Regions from separate parts of the Mus musculus genome. Here region 2 is linked to region 1. Evidence: chromatin contacts called from public HiChIP or PLAC-seq data. All regions are on one chromosome and are shown on one strand. The core of a region is the stretch at or near the end of the contact, and the rest is flanking DNA. Distances in the headings are between cores, read along the strand shown.

Region 1 (7,898 bases), core at 1,981-4,480:
CAATTGATTAAAGCTGTTTTTTCATTTGAAAAAAAAAACAATGAAGGCTTGAACAAAGTAATCTATGAGGTTCTTTCAGACTTTAGCTACAAAGTTTCTCTGTGAAAAAGAAAGCAAGGAAAACACAAGCAGGCAAGAAAGGTCTGTTAATGAAACTGGGAAAAAAAATACCATTAAAACCTGGCTCACCGTCATATTTAAACGTGAAATGTTTGCAATTATTTTTCATAAAACATCGCTTTGTCATTCTCAATTTAAAAATAAAGTTGGCCCAAAGAAAATACATTTTAAAGGAGATGTCTTTTTTTTTTTTCTTTTCTTTTCTGTTTTTCGAGTTTTTGGAGACAGGGTTTCTCTATGTAGCCCTGGCTGTCCTGGAACTCACTCTGTAGACCAGGCTGGCCTCGAACTCAGAAATCTGCCTGCCTCTGCCTCCCAAGTGCTGGGATTAAAGGAGTGCGCCACCACTGCCTGGCAAAAGGAGATATCTTAAGAACTCTACCTGCACTTTTTTTTTTGAAATGAAATGAAAGCTAAGCTGATCCACCTGATAACATGATGCTGCCAAGGGCAGAGATGAAAGTCTGAAGAAACAAAACACAACGCTACTTTCTAGAAGTGGTATTCTATCAAGTGTGAGCTGTTCTTTTCCTGCTAACTATGGGAACATTTCCAACTCGATGACTTTGTTCCTTGTAATGTTTAGAACTGTCTGAAGATATCTTTGACTGTCACAACTATAAAAACCCCGGTAATGCAGACTAGGAGTTGTCTAGGCTCTTACACACACTGTGCTGCAACATAGCCAGGGGTTTTCCAGGCTGAAAGGGTGACAGTCTCAAGGTTGGGAAACAATGGCCTAAACTAAGTCTCATTTCTCTTCAAATGTTTTTAAATACATCCAAAAAGTTTTAAAATGCATAAGGTTTCATTACAAATTGGTCAGCTTTTCCATTTTTGAAAATTATTATTTACACCAAACTACCTAAAAGGATGTTCTTATGAAAAAACATGAAGATTTTACTTTATTTTTATTATAAATTCCTAGATAAAAGGCTCTGTCAAAGAGAAGAACATAATTCAAGTGGTATGCAGATAGTTTCTATTTAACATTTCTAAACATGATTTTATTGACAATAGGGAAGTTTATCAAGCGATAAAGACGAAGCTAAAATAAGAAAAACATTCTGAATTTAATTTTTTCATCTACAACTCCGAGAATGTAGATTTTACTTGACATTTGGAGAGACCCATTCTCTTCTTTACTACAGCAAGTTTAAAGTACCTGCTATTAGCTCCAGGGCTAATACACCTGAAATTTCCTATGTTTATTCTTTAAAAGAATTTGCTTATGAACAGGCTATAATTAACTTCTCCAACTTGGTTATGTTTTTATTTGAGCACTTAATTTGTCCAATATGGATTCTTCACACCTAAAATGTTAAGCAATTCCCTTAGCTGTTAAGGATGATCACTTTTCAAAGCAAGTTACACTACATGAATTCAGGGGACAAGCCAAAGTGTCTCCAGAAATAAAACTATTATAATTTGGAAACCCACTATTCTATATCTACAACATCTGTGAGCCTCTTCCTTCTAATATTTCAAATTGAGAAACTACAGAGTTTTCAGAGCTCCCGGTGGCTCACACAGAAGCACCTGATGAATGCCAATAGCGGGGGAGCACCCTTCTCCTACTCCACCACTTTCCCTAAACGTCTGCTCCATTCACAGTGGAGCTGCTGTCCCTGAAATCTCTTCTGTTGAAAGATGATCACCTTTAGGAACTGCCGCGAGTACAGCTCAATAACCAGTGGCTTACAGAAAAGGTGCTTTCTATGCACTGGCCCTGCACCCAGCATTTCTTCTTCTGTCTACACTACCACCAAGGAACACATTCACACCTGAAGCACACCTTCTGAGGCAACAAACTGAAACCTGAAATTATTTCTTCACACCCCACACAAAAAAGTTCCTAACTGAAATGACTAAGGATGCACGGTTTCAACAATGTAGGACTAACCTAGTCCACAAATGAACCCTAAGTGAATCTCCATCACAAGATTTTCAAATCCCACAATAATCCCTACCCATGAAAATCACAGCAGGAGTTGGAGACATAGCTCAGAGGATTTGGGAGTGCCTGGTATCCAATCCAGCAAAAAACACAAACCCAGTACACCCAGCAGCAGTTGCTTATATGGCTCTAAATGAACTGCACCTGTGATTGTAATTATTCTCAATAGCCTTATCCTAACTGTGACCCTCCTAAAAGTAGCCGACTGATGTTTTTCCTACAAACAAGGTTAACAGACTGCATGGCTTTTAACTACAACCAAAAGGCTCTGGCAATAGTCTGTGTTTCTACAGCATTCTAAGAACAGTCCGTACCACTAGTTCATCCACTTTCAGCATTCAATACTGCAACATAAGTTGTCATAAACCATAAAGGCATAAAGTAAGCAGGAGAAATCGGTAATACCGTTCTCCTGAGTACCCTAAAAGTAGGCATATTATTTGCAGACCTGAGAAAAACCGCTAAATAACTACCTCCACAGAGAGATAGCTAAGAGATACCAGCTGTGGTGGCAGATCAGTACACCGCGCAGCCCTATCTGCAACTGTGTGACCTTCCACGTCACTGGATGGTATACATTTAACAACCCGTCGATAAGTTTCTCCTCCATAAGCAAGGCTCTGGACAGATGACAGGTGTAATAATAAAAGCAGAAATGCACGCAAAGCATTCACTGCGGGGCCCACGACGTGCAAATGCCTACTGCATGTTAGCTGTCAGTCTTATGAGAAAGCAGATGAGCAGGAAAAGTAACGGCTGCTAATGTCACCCGGTTCTCAACTTCGCCTACTCCCACAAAATTTTCAGGGAGGCCGGCTTGGGAGAAAGATGGAAAGGAATGGGGGTCCCTGCTCTGGGAAACCAAAGTCCGTGGCCCCAACATCCCCGACAGCCCAGGAGACAGGCCGGGAGGAAAGCGCAGAGCTGCGGAGGGCGAGGCTCACACGGGAGGCTTCCCACCGGCCGCTGCGCCCGAGTAGCTGTCCCCGTCCTCCCTGCGGGATCGGCCCCGGTCCTCGGTCTCCACCCACGGCCAGGCGCCCGTCCCGGAGGTTACCAGGCAGAAGCGGCAGGTGGTTTCCCATGTTGTGCGCAGCGTCCTGCTGATCTCCCTCGCCGGCCATGTCTGTTTACCCGCAAAGGAGCCTGGGAAAGGGCGGTGCCGGCACGCAGGGGGAGGGTCTGCGATACGCCGCCGCCACGCTCCCGGGCCACAGCGCCCCCTGGCGGCTCCAACGAGGCGAGCCGAGAGCGGCACAGCGGAGCCAAATGAAGAGGACCATCTTTAAGGAGGACAAGAAACCCAAAGTTATCCATGACCCACTGACCCCACACAAGTTACACAGCTCCCTTCTCAGCCACAAAGACGTTTTGACAGGTGGGAAACCCAAGTCTGTGTTTTTAGTGTCCACTTGGAGCAAACACGTCCTTATACAGCATCCTCTTTTGTCTGGAAGTATGGACTGTTCCAGGGGCCGTTGGAATATAGCAGATTTTTAAAACGATTTCAGTAGCCCTCGGATATAGCCCCAAATTAACATGTATCAGTATGAAGCAAAGATTTGCAAGGACAAAAAAGGCTGATAATCACCTGGAAAATAAAACTGTCAGTATATAAACTAGCCTAGTCATAATGGCTTCACTAAGAGAAAAATGGATCAATGTATGGTAAAAAACAATTACAACATGCTAAAAGAAAGAGAATTGTCTAGCACTGGAGTTGTGGATGGATTTTTTTTTTCCAATTTTAAGAGTGTATACAATATATTTCTAACACGTTTTCACTGAAGAAAAGAAAATAATGGAATGACAAACGATATCTAAAGAAGGAAGTAGTGGTAGTAGGCAGAGAATAAGAGGAAGGAAAAAAAAGTAAACTAATGAATCTGAGGTTTGAAGACATTTTTACCCCAAGAAAAAAATGCTGCATTAAAAAAAAATTCACAACCCAAAAACACGTTGGAATGGTAACTGGATCCGATAGGCGTTTCCTATGGTGACCAACACATAGGCCAGATTAGACCAGATTAAAAGTAGGTAAAGGCATAGTTATCAGGAGGCAGCTCTAAGGGGAGTTCGCTGGTCTCACAGGTGGAGGTCAGTGAAGTCAAACACCCAGGTTTAAGCAACGTGACTTTATAGAGTTTTGGTGAGGAGTGATTACTTGTTGGTTAGGAGATGGGGTTGTTGCCCATACCTGGTTAAAAACTGATCCCCTGGCAGCCACTCTTGGGTGGGTTCCAGGAAATGCTGACATGTTAGCCCGGAGTTTTCTCCAAGACAGAGGTGGAGTTTTCACTCCGCGGTTGGGGATCAGGGAAGGAGAGTAGACTGGGTTTCCCAGCTTGTACAGGGGAAGAGCAGGGGTTCAGCCTAACACTATCAATTCCATATCACTCAGCCTTCTGTCCCTGAGTCACTCTGGCCTTGGCCAAGTCACTTTTATATCCCCAGGACTCAGTTTACCCAATGTTAAAACCAGAACGCAAATGTCCCAGATGTATTCCCTTTAATAGCATATACAATATTGATGCCTTTTATGATCGAGTTAAAAACAGCTGCATGAGCCATTGTAATGAGTTAAGGTGTTTTTCTCGCTAGTAAGAGGACAATTCAGGTCTAGACCACCAGAGAGCATGGAACATAGATGGTGACTGTTAAAGAGAGAACAAGAAGTTCAACCAAGTGATGAATGAATGTGCATAGCTGTACACACACACACATATTTTTGTTGTCGCTGGATCAATTTAAATACAGTTCACAGAATTTCAATAAATTGTTTAGCTGCAGAATTTTCTATCTCAGCAAGCATCTGGTTTCTATTTTATATATCTATCTGTGCATGTGTAAGATGACACTTTTTGGTTCACAGGGGAGCAAGTGTGTCAGTGAGTATGGTGGCCAAAATATCAACCTAGAGTTTTATTACTTGGGAGTAATACACCTGGTTTATTGTGGCAATGTCTTTCATTGGCCTAAGAGTAAGCAATTAGGCCAGGGTGACTCCCCAGTGGTCCCCAGGGATCCAGTGTCTCTGCCTCTGTTGTGTTGGAGGATATTACAAGTGAAGCTTACCACACGACTGGATTAAAAAGTACATTTTAATATAGATTCTTGAGATTGAACTCGGGTCCTCATGCTTGCACAACAAACACTTCAGCAACCGAGCATCCTCCCTAGCCCAGAGTAGGTAGTCTCTAAATAAGGAAGCTCTTACTTTGCTGGTGGTGTCTCAAAAGTGCCTTTCAATTATCTGAACCCCGAGTCAGTCAGTCAAGAATTGTCTGTGCCACATCTCATACCTCCTGCAGATGGATCGGCGGGGGATAAAATATGGAGTGAAAAAAACAAATTAATTAATTAATTAAAAAAAAAGAATTGTCTGGGAAAGAAGGAATCATTGGGAAGAACTTAAAAAAGTTCTCCCCCCACCCCCTGTCTCTCTCTCTCTCCTGTTTCTCACTTGTAGCCATGCTCCAGTATCATCAGAGCCCCCATTTGTATGTCTTTCCCGATTTTCTTTTATCTCTGCTCCCTTTAAATTCACTACCTAGTTCTTTTCATTCTTCCTGTCATCCCTCTAACGTGGACACATGTATCTGTAGCTTTACCTTTCAGTAAGGCTCACAAGACGTGGCACTGGAAAAAAGTACTGAAGCAAGCACACTTCTTGTATTAAAGCCCTACATACTAGAAGTAATCAAGAACCATGATCATATACTGGTGTGCATGTGTGTGTGTGTGTGTGTGTGTGTGTGTGTGTGTGTGTGTGTGTGTAGTAAGCCAGGTAGGAGGACATCTTTTCTTTAGAGTACTCTGTCAAATGCTGGGTCTGGCAGTTATTGCTGTGAGATGCGTACTTCAGCATCTCACGCTGTAAATCCCAGTTACAGGTGGATAAAAGATAAATCTTGTCTGCTCTGCACAGGTCTAGAGGGGAGGAAAGGGGGAAACATGCTCTGTAAGCTGGAATATCATCAGAGGCAGGGCATCTTTCATGGCCTCCTCAGTGTCAACAATTTTATTAATGACTCTCATATTTCAGTTATATGTAGAATAATACAGGGTTGGAAGAAATTGTTATATGCAGCTTTCACAGCTGCTGCAATATTTTCTGGTCCTCCAGAGTGTATATAGGTTCCACAGAGGTTGGGTTATTTGTGAGAAATGATTGTTTGGGACAATACTTAGGGCTTCAATTTACTGCGACCTCCTACCACCGCATCCATCTCTGCCTTGACAGGTAAAGTAGAGAAGATTTTGCAAGATGGTAAAATGTGGTGCAATTTATGGTTCTTAGACTTTCGTACGAAATTGTTTTCATGACTCACCTGGATATTTCGAATGGCATGTGACTCTTCTACCACAGCCGAGGATCACTGCACAGGAAGCGGCTCTAGGTTCCACTTTCTTCCTCACCTTTTGGATGGTAATTGCTCCATCCTTCTCCTGCTTCTGATTTCTTGGTGTTGCTGTAACAGTTGACTGTATCCAAGTGGTTGGATATTCTTGCTACAATGGCACAACACCAACAGCTCCCTGCAACAGAAGTTTATACATTTTACTCAAAGAAGGTGGAGATGGGGCTTCTCCACTACTCTTCTCTCTTGATGGATTATTAGGCCACTTCCCAATTGCAGCACGTCCCCACTGGAATTTTCTTCTCCAATCACTAGCTGCCACAGCAGAAGGCAGTGGCTTGGAGAATGAATGACTGTCATCTAAATGCCTTCACTTCAGAGCAAAGCCTAACAACCTCTACTCATACTTAGTTGGCTGAAGCAAAAGCTAGGGCTCCGTCTAAGTTGCAGTGAAAGAATAATATTCCTCACAGAAGTGGACTTTGGTCATATCAGGAACATTTGCCTCAGGGTGGGACTAAATAAGTGGTTTTCATGTATGTGGAGACATACACAGACAGACAGACAGACAGACAGACACACACACACACACACACACACACACACACACACACACACAGAAAGACACTTTTATATGAATGATTGGTCATGTTTTACTTAGCCACAGGACTAAACTAAAAAAATACATCTTTAAGTGATTTCAGTGTTATATAAAGATTCTCTCTCTCTCTCTCTCTATGTATATATATATATATGTGTGTGTGTGTGTGTATATGTATATATATGTGTGTGTGTATGTATATATATGAATATATATAGAATATGTATAATATATATATTATATATTCTACTACATATCTTGGCTACATGGTCTAGTCCATCACACCTAAACCTTCCACAGCGTGTTGCTGTCCTGAATTTGATAGACACTTGTAGTACATGTTAAGTACTTTCGGATCTAGCCATACTGAGGATATGATACCAAGGATGAGAACTGGCCCACCGTGCAAGGCCAATGCCCTTCATGACGCTTCCAGAACTTAGAGATTATTCTGGATGAGTTGGTGAGTGAGTGATGAATGTATATGAGGACAAGAGACCTTATGTACAGCTCTGTAGACTTTGTAAACACAATACACATAGAATATTATAAATTTATACAAAGTATTTGCTTCAGGATTAAAGGTTAGCATATTGAAACCTGTTTACCTTAAGAACTATTTTTTAAAAATGTTTTGACTTGTATCTAAAAACAAAAACACATTGTATCACCATACACTGTTTTTTTTTTTAAGTTGGGATTTTTATAATTTATTCTTATATTTTAAAATACATGTTTAAATTTTCTAAGCTTATTTTCTTTTGGCTAAAACTAAGAAACACACACACACACACACATTAGCTGATGTGTATGGAGGGCCAGGTGTACTACCACTGTGCTCCACTTCTGTATCATGTCC
Region 2 (7,898 bases), core at 2,513-5,012, 1.4 Mb after region 1:
TGGAAGAATCAAATAGAAGGGAGATTGTAGTGACTGAAATGTCTCTGGCTTCAGCAACCTGTACCCACACTGAACATCAGAACGAGGCTCTAATAAAGGGCGGAAACAAAGCCATCATCACAATGGGAAGGTAGGTAGGTCAGATGCATGACCTCTGATTAATCCTAAGTCAGGACCTTGATGACTTCACAGACTGCACTTAAGAGAACAATACATGCCTTTTCAAACAGATTTCACAAATATTTATGAAATATAGGGTGAAACCAACAAATGTTTGTTTCAGCTCTTACTGAAACCCCCCATACTGGAACGTTATACTCACAATTAGCACCCATCACACTTCAGGTCTTCACAGGAAGAATAGAAACCCTGGCAGGGTGGAGCATTGCAGGCACCCTGTAAGAACAGCTCAAGGAATTCGTGCAGCCGACAGTAGCTGACACTGGACTGATTTTACTCATTTCCAGTTGAGATGGAGAGAGACACAGGGAATGGTACTGATTTGGGTGACTGCTTAAAAGGAGTAAGAAAAAAAAGTATCTAAAAAAAAAAAAAAAACTTTAACAGGATGTGCAAATAGGTGAGAGCATGTCCCATCTTTAAACAACGTGACAGTACTCATGAAAAGTCTGCATCCCATGCACAGCCAGCAAGTTGACGGAACCACTTATACAGGCCAGCTGTCGTGCTGTGAATGAGGACGACCTCCTGGGTACATATACTTGAAGGTTTGGTCCCTGGTTTGTGGAACTACTTAGAAAAGATGAGGAGGTGTGGCCTGGAGGGAGGAACTTGGAGAAGGAAGAGGGCTTTGAGGTTTCAAAAGCCAACTCCATTTGCCATCCTGCTGCCCTGCTCCCTATCACGATGATCATGAACCCATCCTGTGAAACTATAGGCCCCAATAAACTCTATCTTTTATAAGTAGCATCAGTCACAGTGTCTTAGCACAATAGCAGAAGAGTAACTATGACTACAACACAGAAATTACCTCCACATGGAGGGCTGCAGTGAGAATTCTGGAATTTTGGTTTCTTTAAAACCTTCAGCCAGCTGATGATAGTTTCTGTGATTGTATGATGTTTAGAATTCTGGGAACTTTTCGGGGGATACGAAAATGCTAGGGCCCCGATAAGTGGGGTAGGTAGTTGTTGATCATTCAGGGGGTTGGTTGCGGTTTGTTAGTAGTTATGGTCAAAGAAGAAACAAGAAAAGACATCAGATTCAGATCTCTCTCTCTCTCTCTCTCTCTCTCTCTCTCTCTCTCTCTCCCCTCCCCTTCCTTCCTTCCTCCCTCAATCCACTCCCCCCCAACCCCTGCTTTCTCTTCTATCTAGTGACATGGGTAAACCCAGAACGATAAAGGGTAGGAAAAAGAAGACCCCACAAAGTAGCAAAGCCCAGCTACAGAGGGCTGTGCATCTCCACAATAGAGTGTGTATATGGTGTGTGTAGAGAGCTCTGCCTTCAAACATTGACCCTGAAAAATAAGCATATACAGAAAAGATTGCTTGGAGGAGAGTTTGAAAATCCCATCCACTGAAACATCATCTCTCCCACTCTGTTCTTGAGTTTGCTCTTTCACAGTCCTGAGATCTAATCCAAAGATATATGTGCACTACCACTGAGCTATATCCTCTACCCATTATTTTTTTTAAATAGGGCACTGCTATATAGCTCAGGCTGGCTTTCAACCTGTGATCCTGCCTCTGCCTCCTGAATGCTGGGGTTACAGATGTGGAGCGGCCCACTGTAAATTCTTATTTACATATACACATTTCTTTCTTATTTCCTTTTTTTTTTTTTTTGAAGGGGTTGTCTCTTGAGATAGGGTTTCTCCGTGTAGCACTGGCTCTCCTGGAACTCAGAGATCCACCTACCTCTGCCTCCCAAGTGCTGGGATTAAAGGCATTCACCTGACACATATGAATTTTTAGTCTGTAATCTACCTTGTTTCTATAAGGGAGTGTATGATATAAAGACCAACATTCCATTGGGGGACTGAGGTTATACTCATTCTTTTCCTTGATCCACGTTGAGCCTTAAAAGACCTAGGCCTTGAAAATAAATGCAAGTGCACTGTACACAGGCTCTGTGCTCGCCCACTTACCTCCTGCACCCCCATCCTATCAGGAGCCTTAGCCAGGTTGGAGGAAAGCAACTGCTATCCTATGACACTGCGCTCTCCCCTTCCAGGGTTATCACAGTTGTCTTCCTGAGCTCATGCCACACACTGACTCCTGAGTCAAGCAAACAACTACTCTTTTCAATCCAGCACAAATGACAGAAGTACTTTATCTTATCCAGTCATCTAGCCCTAGACTTCCCTTTCCAAATAACTCTGGAGCTCTGAACCCGCCTCAACCCGGATCACCAAACCAGCATCTCAAACCAAAGAAGAGCTGTCTTTGCAGCCTGAGAGATAAACAGGTCATACCAGGTCTGAGCTCTGCCCTTCCAAGAACTAAATGTTCTAATCCAACACCTGAATGATAAGCTTTCATTCTGCCAGATACATAATAACCACCTACTGAGTGACCGTCACTGTACTAGAGACACAGGAGTAAATAACACAATGCAAAGTGGGGCAGGAGGGTGTACACTTTTAATCCCAGCATTTGGAAGGCCGAGCCAGGTGCGTCTCTGAGTTTGAAGCCAGCCTGGCCTACAGAGTGAGTTCCAGACAGGCAGAGCTACACAGAGAGAGCCTATCTCAAAACAAAAACAAACAAATAACCCTCTGGTGCATTCGCCCCACCTTCTGGGATGAACCCTAGTAAGGTAAACATTTATGAAATGCCTACAGGAGCCCGCATGACAACAAAGACAAGCAGCACAGAAGATACAAGAAGCCAGAGAACTCCTACCACACAAGGAGCCCTGGAACAAGCGAGAAGGATGGTGTCCACGGACCTCCCAGAGGAAGCTCGCTAATACCTGACCACAGAAATGATGGTGGGTAGTCACAGCAGGTGGTCACAGCAGCCCCTCTACCTGAGCTGCTCCTAAGATCAGTTCCCTCACCAGCAAGGGTCCAATGAATTACTCTTTCACACGCCGACTTTCCAGGACTCTTGTCCCACAAACTCTTGACACTGACCCACCATGGTTCCCTTCCAGCACAGAATCTCAAACCAACCAGAAACCACCTCACCAAAGCAGAGTAACAGGAGGGAGACAGGGCAGGAAGGATCTGAGCAGAGCTACAAAGCTGCTCTAGACACACCTCCTTCTAAAACTCACCAAACGTTCATAGTGAGCAACAGAGATGGCGCCCGTTGTTTTCCCGGTGTTACAACAAAATATGAGCTGCTGGGTAATGTTTAAAGAAAACTAGTTTGGGTTGGGAGTGCAGTTCAGTGTCTACCATATAAAAAGCTCATTCCCTATCATCACAAATGAGGGGAAAAAAAAGAGGATGAGTCCATAGCTAATGATTCCATTCATGGATGTAGTTCTAGAGGCCAGAGGTCAGGTGTCTTCCCCATTCGCTTAATGTCTTTCTTCAGATAGAATTTCTAAGTGGCCTGGAGCTCACCAAGTTAGACAGGCAGGCCAAGCACCAAGAATCCTGCTGCCTGTCTCCCAAGTTCTAAAGTTATAGTCATGAACTACTGAAGCCAGCTTTTTCACATGGGATCTGGGGATCAAATTCACATCTTCATGTTCTCAGACAAGCAGCTTACTGAGTGGGCCGTCTCTCCAGCCCAGGCTTGCCCTTTTATAACAAGGCTTATAAGGTCATCAATCCCGTCGGTAGGCTGTCTCCCCAGTGACCTAATTACCTCCTCATATTGAAAGTGAAAGTGCGTCTCAATAGTCTACTTAAACTCTACCACTTCTCCACATTACCATATTGAAACTAACCTTCTGGTACAACCACATCTAAACATGGGATAATAATGGAGAATAATAGTGTGCCACACACATACACACATGCACACGTGTACACACCCACAACATGCTGTTGCAAAATGAAGTAGTCATAAAATTATAGGCAAAAGTGTTCTCAAAAAATACACATATGTGCCAAAGTCAATAAAGAAGTGGAAATTAAAGGAAAAAATCATTTTATCAATATTACTTTTATTTCAGAAACTCAAGAGACAAAATGAATACAATTTTTAACTTAAGGGAAAAGAAAGACAGGGGTAATTCAAGGAACAAGTAATACACATAGAACGTAGACCTCTGTGATATAGTGTTTGCTTATCATGTATAAGACTCTAGGTTTGACCTCCACCCACAAAAGTTTACAAATTAAAGGCTCCAAGAGGGCAGTAAAGGCACAAAACACACACACACACACACACACAGTAAAAGCAACGAAAAATTTTGGGTGGAGTGTTTTGTGAGTTGATGTCCTTATCCCTTCACTGGAAGCCCTGCCTAGCTACAGAAGGTGGCCACTTAAGGCTCCATGTCCCCCACTACAAGGAGCCTCAGCTAGAGTCACCCTCACAGACTCCCTGGAACTACCCCCATCCCAAGTGTCTAGTACTTCCTAGAGATGGTGCTTCCCCAAGCCGATTTTTATCTAAAGTCCCCAGCCCTGCATTCCACCCCTGCTCTCCCTATATCTCACCCCCACCAGTTCCCCTCCTCTTCCTCTCCCATCCAGTTCCCTTCCTCCCTCCATCCAATGACAATTTATTTCCCATTCTGAGTGAAATTCAAGCATGTTCCCTTGGGCCTTCCTTGTTATTTAGCTTCTTTGAATCTGTGGATTATATCCTAGGTATTCTGTACTTTATGGTTAATATCCACGTATTAGTGAGTACACACCACACATGTCCTTTTGGATCTAGATTACCTCACGCAGGATGATAGTTTCTAGTTCCATCCATTTGTCCACAAACTTCATGATGTCTTTGTTTTAACAGCTGAGTAGTATTCTATTGTGTAAATCAACCACATTTTCTTCTCAATCCCTTCGGGTGAGGGACATCTGGGTTGTTTCAGTTTCTGGCTGTTATAAATAGAGCTGCTATGAACATAGTGGAGTCAGTGTCCTCAGGGTACTGTGGAGCATCTTTTGGGTATTTACCTATGAGGAGTATAGCTGGGTTGTGAGGGAGAACTATTCCCAATTTTCTGAGAAACCACAAAACTGATTTTCAGAGTGGTTGTACAAATTTGCCCTAAAACCTTTGAAACAAAATTTGTCCTGCCTTCAAGAAGTGCAGAGACAAAGATGTTGTAGAGACTGAGGAAATGGCCCTACTTAAAATCCATCCCATGGACAAGAACCAATCCCTGACACGACTAGTGATACTCTGTTATGTTTGCAGACAGGAGCCTAGCATAAATGTCCCCTTAGAAGCTCCACCCAGCAACTGACTGAAACAGATGCAGAGACCCACAGCCCAACATTTGACAAAGCTCAGAAAGTATTATGGAAAAGTTGAGGAAAGGACTGAGGGACCCAGAAGGATACGAACTCTACAAGAAGATCAACAGAGTCAACTAACCTGACCATTGGGGGTTCCCAAAGACTGAACCATCAACCAAACAACATACAAGGGCTGCACCTAGCCACACCCCTACCCCCATTTACACAGGAGGAACACAGCTTGGTCTTCATGTGGGTCCCCCAAGAAGCAAGGGCTGTCTCCGACTCTGTGGCCTATCTATGGATCTTGTCCCCCTAACTCAGCTGTCTTGTCTGGCCTCATTGGGAGAGGATATACCTAGTCTAGCAGTGGCTTGAGGTGTCAGTGTGGGTTGGTAACCAGAGAAGACCTCATCCTTCTCAGAGATGAAGGGATGGGGAGAAGTGTTGTATGAGGGCCACTGAAAAGAGAAGGGGTCTGAGATCAAGATGTAAAGTAAATAAATGAAAAAATTGGTAGAAAGACAACAAAAATGTTCGTAAATTTGAACCACAACACTGAAAATAGAGATTGAAAAAGTGAACCTGTGTCTGAGAATCCTGCCCCCGCCCATAACCAAGACATACACTGCAAACACAACACTTGAGCACTCAGGCAAAAACAATAAGCAACTTTCAAGGAAATAAAAAATTATGACTTTCAACAGGTCCACTTTATTCCAAAAGAAAACCAAATAAAGTACATAGCAGTCAAAAACCAACAAACAAACAAAGAAATGTAAACCAAATATTTCCTCCCCAGCAAACCTGACCTGAAAATTAGAAAGTGAGCTCTGCTGTGCTACGGACAGGCAGAAATGAAGGAGCCATGTTCCTATGGCCACTTCCTGGAAACCCCAACAGAGACTGAGCCTCATCAACAGGAAGACGCAGAATACAAACTTACTTTTAGAACTCACTCTAAGGAGTTAAAAAGCAGACCTCACTCTATGCAGTGGCCTTGGCGAGGAGGAGGAGGAGGATGAAAAGTAGTCTGACTATTTCAGAGCTTGGGGAGAAGAAAGCACACTGAGAATGTGAGTTTTCTTTAACCTTTCTATCTCAGTAATTATCAGAGCTGATGTTGGCACTGACGTCTGTGATCTTGGATGACATCCTGAGTAGCAGCAGGCTGTTCACCTCTGCCTGCCCTAAGAAACGGGATTCTTGGAGTAGAAATAAAGGAAGGGATGGAATAGAGAACAGGCTAAGTTAAAAGTCCAGAAATGGAAGTATCAACTTGAAACTCTGGCGTATCTTCTCTAAGCTCTGCTCACAGAAGAGGCACTGCAGAGGCACTAACATGCCCTGTAGAGAGACCCAGAAACCCTCCTGCCTCAAGATGCAGTTGTGATTTGAACAGAGAGCATTCTTCCAGCCTCGTGGGTCTGAACACGTGGTCCCCAGCTGGGAGTGCTACTTGGGAGGTTATTGAACCTTCACAGGGTGGAGGCTTGCTGGAGGAAGTGCATCAGAGGGCAGACTTGGAGGTTATTAGCCTGGTCCCACTTACTCTCTCTCTGCTCCCTGTGTGCGGATACAGTGTGATAAGCCAGTTTCCTGCTCCTGTCACCATGCCATAGTGGACTCTTCCCTCTGAAACTTTAGGACAAAATAAAGTCTCCCCCAGTCCCCGACTTGCTTTTTGTTTGGACATTCTATCACAGCCATAAAAAAGAAACTATCGCAGAAACCAAGGCTTCTTACAGCAAAAGATAACACTAGTCTGCAGTCAGGACAGATACTACCATCAGAAAAACCAAAGAAGCCACAAAGAACTCCTAGGCTCAGTTAAAAAGGACCTAGAACAAGGGTGACGAGTGACTTACAAATAAGAACAAAGTTCCTTTATGGGCTCATGAAAACAACTTAAAATTAGCCTGTAGGGATGGTTACACAACTCTAAAAATATACCAAACCAACACTGAATTGTACACTTAAAAAGGTGAATTGTACAAACTACATCTCAATGCAACTGTTTAAAGCAGGAGGAGGGAACATAACAGGACCTACAAGAACTTCAAAAGACATCAATCTGTGCTCAAAAATAGCAACGTGTGGCTTTCAAAACAGATCATGGCTCTAAGTGAATGAAATCTGTAGCAGGTTTAAATCCATAAACTCTTAAAGATTTTTTTTTGAAAAAACGGTAGGTTACATATATCTATGGTTGCATCAAAGTTATAGAGAACTAAATCCACATATGCACAAACGAATACACATAAAACCATGACCGCAGATGAAGAGACGGAGGTTGTATCACAGCCATTTCTAGCTGTGAACTGAAAAAGTTAAACTAGATAATTTTACCACAGGAAACTCAGTAAGGACACGCCCTTTCTTACAACTCCCTAGAAAATATTACTATCTTTAAAGATTTTGTTTGGGGTTGTTTTCTGTTTATTTATTTGTTTGTTTAAGGTGGATTTTTATGCAACCAAGGATAGTCTTGAACTTATTATGTAGCCAAAATTAGCACTGATCCAATACTCCTGCCTCAGTTTCCTAATTGCAGAGATCACAAATG

What was found. HiChIP or PLAC-seq counts read pairs in DNA pulled down with a chosen protein or histone mark.
Region 2: an H3K27ac HiChIP or PLAC-seq map of thymic regulatory T cells shows a contact between it and region 1, with 7 times the contacts expected there. The contact joins the enhancer-like site here to the promoter of Crbn in region 1. A contact is called at or near these places in 1 of 39 promoter capture datasets (hippocampal neurons), 1 of 15 datasets of contacts at CTCF or cohesin (large pre-B cells), 1 of 484 Hi-C or Micro-C datasets (CD4 T cells) and 3 of 115 datasets of contacts at active chromatin or transcription factors (effector CD8 T cells, stem cell-derived neural progenitor cells and thymic regulatory T cells).

What each region holds. Positions count from the first base shown.
Region 1 is chr6:106,796,857-106,804,754 of GRCm38.p6, forward strand. It overlaps Crbn (cereblon), which reads right to left and starts at 3,231. Exons shown (of 11, transcript NM_175357.3): 1 at 3,135-3,231. The coding sequence starts at 3,201.
Region 2 is chr6:108,161,324-108,169,221 of GRCm38.p6, forward strand. The region is part of intron 3 of Sumf1 (sulfatase modifying factor 1); the gene reads right to left. Among named protein-coding and RNA genes, the nearest start is that of Sumf1, 20 kb to the right of the region's middle. Within about 2 kb of position 3,763, at least 43 of the 459 cell types and tissues checked have an H3K27ac peak or open chromatin away from gene starts, as enhancers often do. A contact at or near this core is called in effector CD8 T cells and thymic regulatory T cells, where this site is marked.